4 separate regions of the Mus musculus genome follow, and all the other regions are linked to region 1. The links are chromatin contacts, called in public Micro-C and promoter capture Hi-C maps. All regions are on one chromosome and are shown on one strand. Each heading gives the region's core, a stretch centred on a gene start, on an enhancer-like site or on the middle of the called end of the contact. The rest is flanking DNA. Distances are from core to core; before and after follow the strand shown. Region 1 holds the start of Cbx8 (chromobox 8). Region 2 holds the start of Hoxb8 (homeobox B8). Region 3 holds the start of Hoxb5 (homeobox B5). Region 4 holds the start of Hoxb2 (homeobox B2).

Region 1 (3,046 bases), core at 250-2,749:
GCGATTTAAATAAATTGTGTGTTCCGAGGTCGGGCTCTGTGATCTGGAGCTTGGGTAGTAAAAGGGCAATGTGGGGATAGCTGCTGTTGAACCCCCCCCCCCCCCGCGCCTCAACAGGGGTTACCACGAGGGGAGGAAAGAGAGCCTAGGAGCAAAAGGTCATTGAGTGTACTCAGGTGTGTAAAAGGGACTGAGGCATCTCTGCGCGACCCTCGTCCCCTACCTGGGACTTGCCATCTTCGCGTCGGGGGTGGGGGTGGGGGTGTCTCTTCCAGGCCGCACTAGATACCGCCACACCCCTCAAAGTCCATACTGATGTTTGTCGGGAATCCCCCGCTTACGCTTACGTCGTCTAGAAGAGCCCGAGACAGAAAGTGCACTAGCTCTGCACCCAGGTCTGGAGCAGAGCCGCGGCGCCTCCAGAGCTAGCCAGGCTCTAGGCTCTGCCTCGATGGTCATAGGCTCCTTAAACCCACCCAGGCCGGGACAGATGTGGTCAGGGTTGACTTCTCTCAGGACTGAGGAGTGGATTGGACGGAAACTGCAGGCTGGGTCAGGAATAGAGGCTGGGGCAGGGCAGCTGAGACTTGGGGACAATGAGGGTGGGAAGAGGAGGCTCGCGACCCCTCCTGCAGGGTCTCGCTTCAGGATGGATTCAGGCGGTAAACACTGGCTTGTGCCAGTCTGCTTTGGGCTTCTGAGCCCGGAGAAGCGCCCACGCCAGCTCGCAGGACCCGGAGGGTGGACGCGGGCAGCGCTATGCGACTGGAGACCAAGAGCAGGCTCATTGATTTGTTAGCTGGATGGGACTGGTGAAGAAGGGAGGAGGGGGCGTTGCCATGGAGACCCAGGGTGCGCGGCCGCAAGGGAGGGGTCAGGGAATTAGTAGGTTCGGCGCAAGCGACGTAGGTCCGGGGGTTCGGGCGCGGCTCGATGCGCCCCAGCACCTGTGCATTGTGCATCAACGGCGGCTGGCGACCAGGATGGCGCCAGCTAGGGCATGGGCAGGTGGGGAGGGCCTGGGTCTGCAGAGGGGCAGCGCCTGGCTGGCACCTACGCAGGGAGCCCTAATAGCTCGGCGGGGCAAGCCACGCACCCGGGGAAACGCTGGGCAATCAGGCAGGGGGGCCAGGGGCGGGAGCCTAGGGCAGCGGCCCCCCTGTCCAGCCGTGCAGACTGACAGCAGCCGGGCCCGCCCCGCTTGGCGTCACTTCCGCTGACGGCTCGCTCCCCCTCCCTCTGGGTCTCTGGAGTGGACAGAGACCCCGCCTCCTGGCTATTGGAACGCGGGTCACGTAGCAACGCAGGGGAGACGGGGAGAGGGGCGTGGCCGGGCGCTAGTCCAATCAGCGCCCGCAGAACGGGCCCAGGACGCTTGGCTTTAGCAACGTCGTTAGCAACACGTGGGGCGGGAGGAAGCGCTGGGAGGGGGTGGAGGGAGGGAGAGTGCGCGGGGGAGGGAGGAGAACTGACGTCAGCGGGAGAGTATTATGGGCTGTCGAGGGCTGGCTGCTGCTTTTCTGCTCCTGGAAGCGGCTGAGGGGGGAAGCGGCGAGTCAACATGGAGCTCTCGGCGGTGGGGGAGCGGGTGTTCGCGGCCGAAGCCCTCCTGAAGCGGCGCATTCGCAAAGTAGGTGAAGGGGAAGGCGGGCGGCGACGCGAACTCTCCCTCACCAGGGCCCAGGCTCCCTCCCCTTGCTGCAGCCCAGCCTCCCTTCCCCCAGGTCCCAGCAGCGGCCGCGGCCGTGGCGGCGGCGGCGGCGGCTCAGCCCCAGCGCTCTCCTTAGACTTGCAGCCCTGCACAGATTGCATGGATGGGGGGTGGGGTGGGGGATGAATGCCGGTGCATGCACTTTGTGCAGCGTTTCTGCAGGGGTGCTGCAGTGGACTGGTTCCTTTGGCGGTAGTGTTTGGAGCATTCATTTGGTGCATGCATTTTCGTGTGTATTTCTTGTGTCCTCGTCATGCATTTCTCCCCACGCACACACATACACAAGCATTTTCCCTTTTGCATCTGCAGGGACGCATGGAATATCTCGTGAAATGGAAGGGCTGGTCGCAGAAGTAAGTAGGTTATATGCAATCGCTACCCCACACTGATATCGAGGAGGGTTCTTTCTTCCTCTTTTCCCCTTCACATTGAAATACAACACAAGGCAGCCGGAAAAGTTGCACACACATACACGCCCTCCACTCTGTCCTCTCTCTCCTGCTCCAGGGACTGATGCTCCATTCTTCCTGGTTTCCTTTAGGTACAGCACGTGGGAGCCCGAAGAAAATATTCTGGATGCTCGCCTCCTTGCAGCCTTTGAGGAAAGGTACAGACCCTTAGCCTAGCCACTCACTAGAACCCATACACGCTGACTTCGGTGCAGCCAGGACACACCCCCTTCTCTCTCTTTTCTTTCTTTAGGGAACGGGAGATGGAGCTCTATGGCCCCAAAAAGCGAGGACCCAAGCCTAAAACCTTCCTTCTCAAGGTATGTTGCGATCTCCAGAGGTGGAGTGTGCCGTTCAGGGAGGATCTGCAGGGCTTGTAAATCAATGGGTGCCCTTGCCTTGTGTGTATTTGTAATCTGGACTTCTGTCAGAGGCCCCATCACGGAGTTCTAGAGGCAGGACTTAGCTGCACCAGAAGGCCTTCATTCCCACCCCCCCTCCAGCCATCCCAAGTAGACCTCTGTTACACAAGGAGTCTGTTGGTTGCAAATGGCTTCTTCCAGACAAACCCTCATTCCCCTCCCCCAGACTATTACTAAGAGCCCACCTCCCCACTCAATTAGAATTTCCCAGGCATCCAGGGAAAGTTGGGCAGTCAAGGCTAGAGGTCGTGGGGGGGTGGGGTGGGCGGGGGCGGGGCTTTTTTCTCCTCACAACAACTTCCTTCTGCAGGCCCAGGCCAAGGCAAAGGCCAAAACCTATGAATTCAGAAGTGACTCTACCAGAGGCATCCGGATCCCTTACCCAGGCCGCTCACCCCAGGATTTGGCGTCTACTTCCAGGGCCCGAGAGGGCCTGCGGAACACGGGGCTACCCCCACCAGGGA
Region 2 (3,046 bases), core at 401-2,900, about 23 Mb after region 1:
GAAAGTGGGACAGAAGGGAGAGGAGGTAGGTGTTTGGAACGGAGCCCACAAGTCCTCTAGGAGCAGAAGATACTCCCGGACTGCCCACCAGCCCTCCCCCCCCCACCGGCATGGGGGCCCCCCTGGCCCCTTCCCACCCTGTCAGGTCCAGGTCGGACGGGAGCTCACCTTGAGGGCGCATCCAGGGAAAGAGCTGTGTGGGCGACGGGCTCTGCTCAGACCCCTCGGCCTCCTCGCCCAGGCCGCTGGCTGCCGCGAGCTTGCAGTCTGCGTACTGCACCAGGTCTGGATCCTGCGCACCGAACAGGCTCTGGCGCTGCAGAGGGTCGTAGCCGTAGAAGTTGCCGGGGTCGCCGTGGCACGCCACGGCGCACGGGTTCTGCTGGTAGGGAGCTGTGGACAGCGACGATGGCCCGTGGTAGAACTCCTGGATTTGCGAAGGGTGCTGGAAGCTGCCGCCGCTGCTGGGACCGTACACCACGGTGGGTCGGCCGCCCAGGTCCTGGGCGAAGCCGCAGTCATAATAATTGGGGCGCAGGGACTCCCCGGTTTTGTATTTGGAGAACAGTGAGTTGACGAAATAAGAGCTCATTTTATTGAATTTTGAGGCGGCGGCGGCGGCGGCGCAGGCTGTAGTTGGGGGCTGTTGGGGAGGGGGTGGGGAGGGGGAAAAGGGAGGGAGAGAGAGAGAAAAAAAAACGCGGATTCGCCGGCTCCTAGTCACCCTCGCCAGGAAAGGAGAGGAAAAGGGAGGAGGGGAAAAAAAAGAAGGAAGGAAGGAAAAGAAAGAAAAGACGAAGAAGATCTCAAAGCCGCCACACTTTTTGTGATTTCCAGGAATAGAAGAGCGAAGCCTGCAAAAGTCTAAGCCTGCATGGCAGCCGCGGCTCGCTCGCCCTCCCCCCACCCCCCACCCCCCAAACAAAAATATACCGCCACTTAAAGAGGTCCTCGCTTTACATTTCGAAGAAGGGATGCCAGTTCATAAACAGTTTTCGGTGATTTACTTCCCTCCAAATGAGTTGTTTCATATTTTGCCCCGTCTTTTCACCATCATTTGCATCCATTAGAGACCCCGCATCCTATTGGCTTCTGGGTACTCCTCCCGGACAGAACGCAGAGCGAGGGTGAGAGCGAGAGAGAGCGAGTGCGAGAGAGAGCTAGAGCGAGAGAGCGCCAGGGAGTGAGGAGAGGGCAGAAAAAAAGGAGGGGAAGAGAAAAAAACACCCAGGGAGAAAGAGGGGGAGAGGGGGGGAGAGGGAGGGGGGAGAGAGAGAGAACGAATACGGATTAAATCTGTTTAACTACCTACATTAATGAGATATCTCTTGCCTCACAACAAATCAAATACCTTCGCAGACCACCCCCAAAGACTGATGTGGGGGAGTCACGGAAAAACACCATACACACACATCCACAACGCTGAGCCTGGCGTAGGCACGCTGTTAATTTCGCGATTTTAACGAGGCAATTGGAGTCTTTCTAAATGTCAGGGTCGCTTCGGAAAAATGTAAAAGAACACGGTTTAATTGCACCGAGTTTTAAAAGGTCCTATAAATGTAATTGGTATTTTAATACAAGTTATCAAATCATACAGCTTCCTCTCCTAAACATATTTTCAAACAAACGAGGTAGTCATATTTAAAGCTTTAATGATCAATTTCCTTATTATTGATAAAGGTTTAACTATCGTGTGGAGGGAATTGGCTGGGTAACCAGCCCCCAAAAAAACGGCTGTAAACTCTTTAACAAACTATAAAACGCAATAAAGCCGGAGTCTGTTGTTGTTTATGCTGCAGCGCATAAAAGCTGTTAGCATTTTACGAGTTCTTTCCTCTACAGCTATAAAACTGCAGCTTCGATCGCCCCCGCCGCCCGACTGAAGCACGGTGGGGGTGACTTAGCTGAAATGAGACCGATTATGGGTTGCTGTGGATTTTTTTTTCCCTTTCGGCACAAACGGTGACTTTCCCCGAGATTTTCTCCCTTGCAGACACACCTGACCCCACTGGCTCTTATGAGACCCCAAACCACCCCGAGATCTGTCCTCACCTAGGTCACGCACATAACTTTCCCTCATTAAGCAAACACGCGAGATTTTCTGTGGAAAGGGAGTCTGAGAGGGCCTGAGAGAGGAAGAAGAAACTTTCTGGTTAATGGGCAGTGCTAAGGTGGAACAAAGTTCTGCAGGCGGCTGCCAATTCTGCCATTTACAGGAGCTTTACCTGCTGGTGGTTGGGGGGAGCTGCAAGAGAAAGGGGGGGGTCTTCTGGAGGTGCTTTGGCCACTTTAGAGGGAAAGGTCCAGTGATATCAAAGGATGATATCTCGTGTGGCTGTAAACCTGTGCCCCGGGCCTTGGCATTCAGAAACCAAGCCCCACTGACACCCAGCTTTCTGGGGCCAACCACCCATTCCTTCTACACACAAGCCTTCCAGGTATAGATAGTGACCTCTTCATCCACACAGCAAAAGAGGTAAGGGTAGTGGAGACTAAGGCTGGGTACCAAGGCCTTGGTTACTGCTGTCTTATGCTCTCCCGTGCCCAACACAAAGGTGTGGGTTTAAAAGGCACCTGTTATTGGTATATGTCCCCATAGCCATTTGACCACCTGCACTAACCTTGGAGTGGAAAAAAACAAGGCCACCAAGGTCTCCATTTCCCCTCTTCTCTTGTTGGGGTGCCTTTAGTTGGACCTCCAGCACCTGAAGATCTGAGGCCTCAAATCCAGAAATGACTGGCTGCCCCACTCCAAGCCCAGGCCCTCCTCTGTGTACCTGGCACATGGCTGGTGGGGGGGGTCAAACCTTAGGGTGGCAGGCAGAACCAATGGTCTCCTGAGGGAACTGACTGGAAAGACAGAGAGAAGGAGAAAGAAACGTCCTAGAACAAAGGCAGAGTCAATTTTACAAATAAATTAAATCTACTGCCCGTTCTCTAAGGTGCTTCTTTTTTTTTTTTTTTTTTTTTTTTTTTTTTTTTTTTGAGGGGTTCCATGAGCCAGAATCTTTGTAAAAATGAAACCACGTTTCCAAAGAAGCTGCAC
Region 3 (3,046 bases), core at 368-2,867, about 23 Mb after region 1:
GAAGGCGCTGCCGGCTGTAGCCAGACTCATACTTTTCAGTTTGTTGTCTTTCTTCCACTTCATGCGACGGTTCTGGAACCAGATTTTGATCTGACGCTCGGACAGGCAAAGCGCGTGGGCGATCTCGATACGTCGCCGCCGGGTCAGGTAGCGATTGAAGTGGAATTCCTTTTCCAGCTCCAGGGTCTGGTAGCGAGTATAGGCGGTCCGGGCCCTTTTTCCGTCTGGCCCAGTCATATCTAGAGCAGTTAGAGGAGAGCCCCGAGGCAACGTTATTCCGGTTAAAGGAGGGGGCACTGAGTGGGAGGGGGCGGGGAGCAGGACCCAGGCGTCCCCAGCACCCAGCTCACCGCAGCTCCCATCCTCCTCACCCCAGATGCCTGCATCCAGCCTCTATTTCTTCATACCCCCCCTTCTCCAGCAGCCCCCACTTCTGATGGTAGTGAATGCTCCCGGCTTTGTCTCTGGCTCCTTCCCAGTGCCTCACCCTAGGCTGGGTTCAGGCGGCAGCTCGCCCGGGAGGGAAGAGAGCCACTGCACTTTTGCCCTAGAAAGCTCCGTTTATAGCCCATTCCCCCTTTGCTAGCAGCAGTCTCAAAATTTCTGTAATAATCAGGACCCTTCCTCACAATACACAAATCCCATCTTTCATCCTAAAGCCGGTGACTGGCTAGGTAAACAAAACCTAAGCTGAACGTGGCAACAAACTGGCCTTTTTTTTTTTTTTTTAAATGCCTACGCCCAGAAAACAACACTGTTTGGCTCTATCTATGGAGCTGTGGGGACCCTTTCTGACACTTTTCCCTCTTGATGGCAAAAAAAAAGAAAGAAAGAAAAAGAAAAAAAGAAAAGAAAAAAGGGATCTATATTTGAGGCAAAGCCAAGCTTTGCTCGCCCCCACCCCCAACACAGGGCAGGAATGCGGAGAGGACAAAAAAGAGATGGAGAATTACCGTGGCTGATGTGAAGCTTCCTCATCCAGGGGAATATCTGTGGAGTCTGCCCCTCGGGCGCGGCCGTAGAGGTGGCCATGGGCTCTGGCTGTGCTCGAGCCAAGCTGGGGCTGCTTAGCTGGCTCGCCGCTTCCTCGGGCTCAGAGGACGCGCTGGCCTCGTCTATTTCGGTGAAATTGGCGCTGGAGCTGGCTGGGGTCGCCTGGTCGGAAGGGGACGAAGCAGAGGGCTTGGCGCCGTGGCTGTCGCCGTTAGTGCAGGGCAGGGACTCGGGCGAGGACAGGGAGCAGCTGGACGTCGCCTGCCTGAAGCGGGGTTCCTGGGCGGACGCGGGGAAGGCGCGCGAGCTCTCGCCCACCGCCCCAAAGTGGCTGGAGGAGGCCGAGGAGCGGTTGACGCTGAGATCCATCCCATTGTAATTGTAGCCGTAAGAGCCGGTGTGCATGGCAGCGGGATCCCTGTAAGAGCCGCTCAGAGAGCTGCCACTGCCATAATTTAGCAACTGATAGTCCGGGCCATTTGGATAACGCCCCGAGAAGGAGTTTACAAAGTACGAGCTCATTTGGGTGATTTTGGAGGGCTTGATTTGTGGATCGTGGTCGTTATAACCCTGTGCTTCACGATTTATGATGTATTAATGAATTATAGCGATGCACTGTACTTCGTTTTGCTATGTATGCGGCCAAATATGGGGGGGGTTAGAAGGGGGATGGGGGGGCGTTAGGGAATCACGTGCTTTTGTTGACCAGTCGTAAATTCTCACTGATGACCTCAAGAGGTAATTCATGCTCTATGGTTACAAATAATGACGATCGGAGAATCGTTAGGGCCGATTCAATGCGAGCCTCCGAGAGGGGGGGAGAAAGTGAGAAGGGGGAAAAACAGGGAGAAGGTTGACGTTGGCCTCTGAGCAGAGCGCGCCACCTCCCGGCGATTGACGGGAGCGCGGGCCGCAGGCCGCCATGGCGGCTTCGGCAACCTCTTTGCTGGCTCTGTGCAACCGCCAAGCCAAGAAAGAAACCCGGCCCGCAGCTCACTCACAGGCTTGAACCTTTAGGAAGATGGATTTGAGTCTTTTGCCTACTTCGTTAGGGTGCGGCTATCCCCTCTATTTGTGGCCTCTCTGACATTATCATCACCATTATTATTTTAACTCTGGGTAATATAATCAAAATGAAGTTGCTTGATCTTCCCTCCTTAGGCTTTGCCAGTCCCCAACTTGGGTAAGGAAATGGGGGGAAGGATTATAAGTTGTGTGTGAAAAACAATTATAAGAATTTTGTTAGCTCAGCCAGGTCTGCTTCTTGGCTAGGCTTCAGCGGCGGGTCCACAACACGAGAGAGAGCCGCAGGACTAGGCTGGAGGGAGGCTGGAAAAGGCAGGGAAGCTCTTCGTTCTCCTGGGCCCCTGGGAAGTTTGGATTTTTCCTTCTGACCTCTCATCCTTAGCCTAGGCCTAGGAACCGAGGTAAACAGGGACCCTAGAAGAGAAAGATGGTCGGTCGGCCAAAGACTAGAGAGACAACCGTCTGAGCGGTTAAGGTTTGGTGGTAACTCTTCTGCGGGAGTTTGGGGTTTAAACAGATCCCCTTTAACAAGCTCGCCAGATGCCAGCTATCTCATTCAGAGACCAAATCCAAAGCCTTGTGTTGCTGGTGGCCAATAATTGGAGAATTTGCTCATGGCCTTACCGCCTTCCCTGGGAAGGTGTTCGGAAGACCGGCGGCCCCTTGCTGAGCTCGCTGGGCGGCCAGAGATCTCCGCAGCTGGGCCCCTTCTGCCAGACGGCTATTTTCTTTAAAAATAAAAAAAGGAGGGGGGAGAGGGAGAAGGAAGAAAAGAAAACGGGGCCTGAAGCTTGCTGCTCGGGTGTGGGTGGCAGTAAAGAGAAAATGAGCCATTTTGGGTTGAGAAGGTGAGACTAAAGGCGCCATCACCTGGACCCCTGCCCTCGGGTCTCCAAAGAGCAAGATAAAGTCGGGCCCTTGCAGCCTTCTGCTGCCGGCTTCCCATTCTCTTCCTGGCCACCGAGCTCCTACTTAATATGAGAAGAGGCACCCTGGAGCCTGTAGACGAGTTGTGGAGAGATGCCCA
Region 4 (3,046 bases), core at 251-2,750, about 23 Mb after region 1:
GAACCAGACTTTGACCTGCCTTTCGGTGAGGTCCAGCAAGGCAGCGATCTCGACGCGACGCGGCCGGCACAGGTACTTATTGAAGTGGAACTCCTTCTCCAGCTCCAGCAGTTGCGTGTTGGTGTAGGCCGTGCGCAGTCTGCGGGAGCCGCTGCCGCCGCATTCTGGCAATCCGGGGCCATCTGCGAGGGAAGCACCCCTATGTTATCAGAGAGGTCTCAACGCAGCCTCCGTTTAGCTGAGATCGGGAGCACCCCTTTGGCTTAAAAGACTCTCAGCAGTCCTACTCGGGCTCCCACCCCACCCCCACAGCGCTTCTTTCTGTGTCTTTGGGGTTTTTTTTAGTGCTCTTCCACGTAGGCAGACCCGGCCCGGGTCAAGTCGGTGCCTTCAGAGCCGCCCACGGGCCACGTAGGGGGCGGGGAGCAATTTCTCTTAGCTCCCAGGACCTCAGAGTCTCCCTCCCCCAAGTCCTCCCAATGGACCCCTCAATTCAGAACTTTCCAACTCAACCTGGGGAGAGAGGGATCATAGATTGTTCTTCACCCCTTTCCTTCCTAGCTTTTGAATTCCCTCTTCTTCCCTAGCTTTAGGAGAGCTAGAGGCATCGCATCTTTTCCAGGCTCCAGATTCAATCCCAGACACGCTTCATTCCTCTACACAGAAACCGGGGAAACCCTTCAATCGAATCATTTTTTTCTAAGCACATTTAAAAAAAAAAAAAAAAAAAAAGCATCCTCCCCACCCTCAATCAGCTTCCAAAATTTTCTGGGGGTGGGGAAGCTAACAGTGGCTAGGCCTGAACCCCAGCGGGATACTCTGCTTCCCTCGCCCCAGATCCGTCGACCTAGGGAACCCCACCAGGAGCCCCATCACCTCACATTCTCCCCTTCTCTTCCAACTGCCCCTCACCCCGCCCCTAATACGTTTACCCACCTGATGGTGATCCGACCTCGGAGGCCCGGACCGAGGAGGCGGCTGGAGAAGGGGATGCGGCGGATTGGCTGGGTTTCTTGGTGGATTTCTTCTCTTTCATCCAGGGGAACTCGGGGGCTGGGGGGGCAACGGGGAGTGGCGGCGGTGACCGCAGAGCAGGCCCATCTCCGGCTTGCTTTTGGCTCCCTGGTCTCTGAAGGGTGGAGGCGCCGAGCTGGAGGCTGGGGAAGGTTTGCTCCAGAGGAGGAGGAGGAGGAATTAATGTCGACTCCTTGATTGATGAAGTTTGAAATGTCTCCAAGACAGCGGGGAAGGAAGTCAGACACTCGGCGAGCGATGGCTGGCTGTTTATAAACCCAATCTCCCTCTCAAATTCAAAATTCATGGCTTTCAATGGTGGGGGAGGGGGCCTGCTGGGGGGGGCGTCAGGAGGGAGAATCAGAGGGACCCCCCTCTCCCGCCCCCCCCAGGTTTATGCAATGGAGCAATTTCGCGGGGGGGGGGAGATTTCGCTCTCTCTCTTTTTTTTTTAAATTTAGGCCTTTATAATTGTATATTGCTGATAAATACAAGCGTATGGGGACTCTCTCTATTAAACCCAGGACTCCGCCGAAATTGCAGGGAATTCATGGTCACGGGACCGGTCTCCGCCAATCGCTAGTCTAGGCCTAGTGGAAAACACAGGCATTATTTGCTTTAATTGATTCAAAAACTCCAGAGGACCACGACCTGGATACCATGAGGCTTCCTCCTCTACCCCTGTTCCTTCATCAGTACCCTACACTCTCCCTAATGGCTCTCTTTTCCCAGAAAAGCCAAAAGAACCTCTTCCTTCCCTTCAGAGACTGTGTGGTGGTGGCAAACAACCACATTTAAGGGAGAAATGGAGTGAGTTAATATGCTTTCTTTATGTGGCCCTCAGTAGCCTCTTACCCTACCACCACCTCAGCCCCCAAAAGAAAAGAAAAAAAAATCTCATTTAGGGGGAAGTGGGAGTAGAAAGAGGCTTCCATACCTTGGGGGAAATCAGAAAGGAGATGGATAAAGGACAGCACTAAACACCAGCAGCAGCGGCAGCCCACCCACCCTCAGAAAGCAGTAGTTCACACTTAAGAAATGCACAGAGCTGGCACGCAGCAGGGACATAGATTCCAGGAGCACTTTGGGACATGGGCCTACCTCCCTTGCTATGTGCCCTGGATTCTAGTCTCTGCTCAGAATTTACAAGCAGTTTCTTATGTCCACTTGCCTTCCTGTTGGGGTCATCTGTACTCACACTGTGACACCCCAACCCTGGCAATAGGAGGGTCTAAGAAGGTCTAAGGTGACAGATGTATTCACAGGCCCCCAGGTGTATCTGTGTCTCTATCCAGGGCACCAAAGTAGCCATCCACTTAACTTTCAAAGCTAAAGTCAGTGCACAGTCGCCCTCTGGACAAAGGGATTTCCCCCTCTGTATTTGCCTTTGGGCTACTTTTAAAATCCCTGGTAAGAAAACATTTCCTAAAGATGGTGGGGGAGAGGGGGCTGGGGATAATGACCACCACTGAGATTATATTCTGCTTTGGGCCTCCAGAGAGAAAAAAAAATGTAATGTATTCTATGGTGAGGCACCTATGATGGGCTCAATTTTAGAATATTGTGATTTACTAGAGGAAGGAGGCAAAAAACAACAAAAAAAAAAAAAAAAAAAAAAAAAACCAAAAACAAAAAAACCTCAGAGCCACAAGCAAATTGGTGGGAAACTAGGCCTCAAAGCTGAAAATGAAAAGTCGGCTGGGGGAAGATTTTTAAATAAGTGGGTCAGAGGGACCAAGAGGAGATGAGGCGATCAATCTTAGCCCCCTGACAGCTCCCTCCGATTGCATCAAAGAATTTGGCTCTTTGGGAAAGCAGAGGGAACAACCTAAATTGCATATCCCTTAAAAAGGCCTGAGGGAGGGGGGAGCCAAAGAGAAAGGTGATTCTGGGAGATCTAGGAAACAGATGGGAAATGGGGACAGAGGGAAGGCGCTAACTTGGGTGGAAAGTTTGCCCCGGAGAACTCCCACGGCTCTGGCCTCCCCTCCCCCTCCTCGCTCTCTGTCGCCTAGCCTAGAGGAGAAGGCTG

Evidence for each region. Promoter capture Hi-C pulls out the DNA fragments that hold promoters and counts their contacts. A called contact is a pair of places that touch in the nucleus more often than the background predicts.
Region 2: a contact with region 1 is called in a promoter capture Hi-C map of embryonic stem cells, with 9 read pairs. The contact joins the promoter of Hoxb8 here to the promoter of Cbx8 in region 1. A contact is called at or near these places in 2 of 39 promoter capture datasets (both in embryonic stem cells) and 4 of 484 Hi-C or Micro-C datasets (all in embryonic stem cells).
Region 3: a promoter capture Hi-C map of embryonic stem cells shows a contact between it and region 1, with 8 read pairs. The contact joins the promoter of Hoxb5 here to the promoter of Cbx8 in region 1. A contact is called at or near these places in 2 of 39 promoter capture datasets (both in embryonic stem cells), 1 of 484 Hi-C or Micro-C datasets (embryonic stem cells) and 1 of 115 datasets of contacts at active chromatin or transcription factors (embryonic stem cells).
Region 4: a Micro-C map of embryonic stem cells shows a contact between it and region 1, with 11 times the contacts expected there. The contact joins the promoter of Hoxb2 here to the promoter of Cbx8 in region 1. A contact is called at or near these places in 3 of 39 promoter capture datasets (cranial neural crest and embryonic stem cells), 5 of 484 Hi-C or Micro-C datasets (all in embryonic stem cells), 1 of 115 datasets of contacts at active chromatin or transcription factors (embryonic stem cells) and 1 of 9 other capture datasets (embryonic stem cells).

The regions. Positions count from the first base shown.
Region 1 is chr11:119,039,366-119,042,411 of GRCm38.p6, reverse strand. It overlaps Cbx8 (chromobox 8), which reads left to right and starts at 1,499. Exons shown (of 5, transcript NM_013926.1): 1 at 1,499-1,630; 2 at 2,021-2,064; 3 at 2,253-2,318; 4 at 2,414-2,480; 5 at 2,893-3,046. The coding sequence starts at 1,562.
Region 2 is chr11:96,280,509-96,283,554 of GRCm38.p6, reverse strand. Hoxb8 (homeobox B8) reads right to left here and starts at 1,650. Exons shown (of 2, transcript NM_010461.2): 1 at 169-1,650. The coding sequence starts at 592.
Region 3 is chr11:96,302,083-96,305,128 of GRCm38.p6, reverse strand. It overlaps Hoxb5 (homeobox B5), which reads right to left and starts at 1,617. Exons shown (of 2, transcript NM_008268.2): 1 at 954-1,617; 2 at 1-239. The coding sequence starts at 1,515. The region is part of intron 1 of Hoxb5os (homeobox B5 and homeobox B6, opposite strand); the gene reads left to right.
Region 4 is chr11:96,350,086-96,353,131 of GRCm38.p6, reverse strand. It overlaps Hoxb2 (homeobox B2), which reads right to left and starts at 1,500. Exons shown (of 2, transcript NM_134032.2): 1 at 937-1,500; 2 at 1-182. The coding sequence starts at 1,321. It overlaps Hoxb3os (homeobox B3 and homeobox B2, opposite strand), which reads left to right. Exons shown (of 4, transcript NR_155303.1): 1 at 1-72.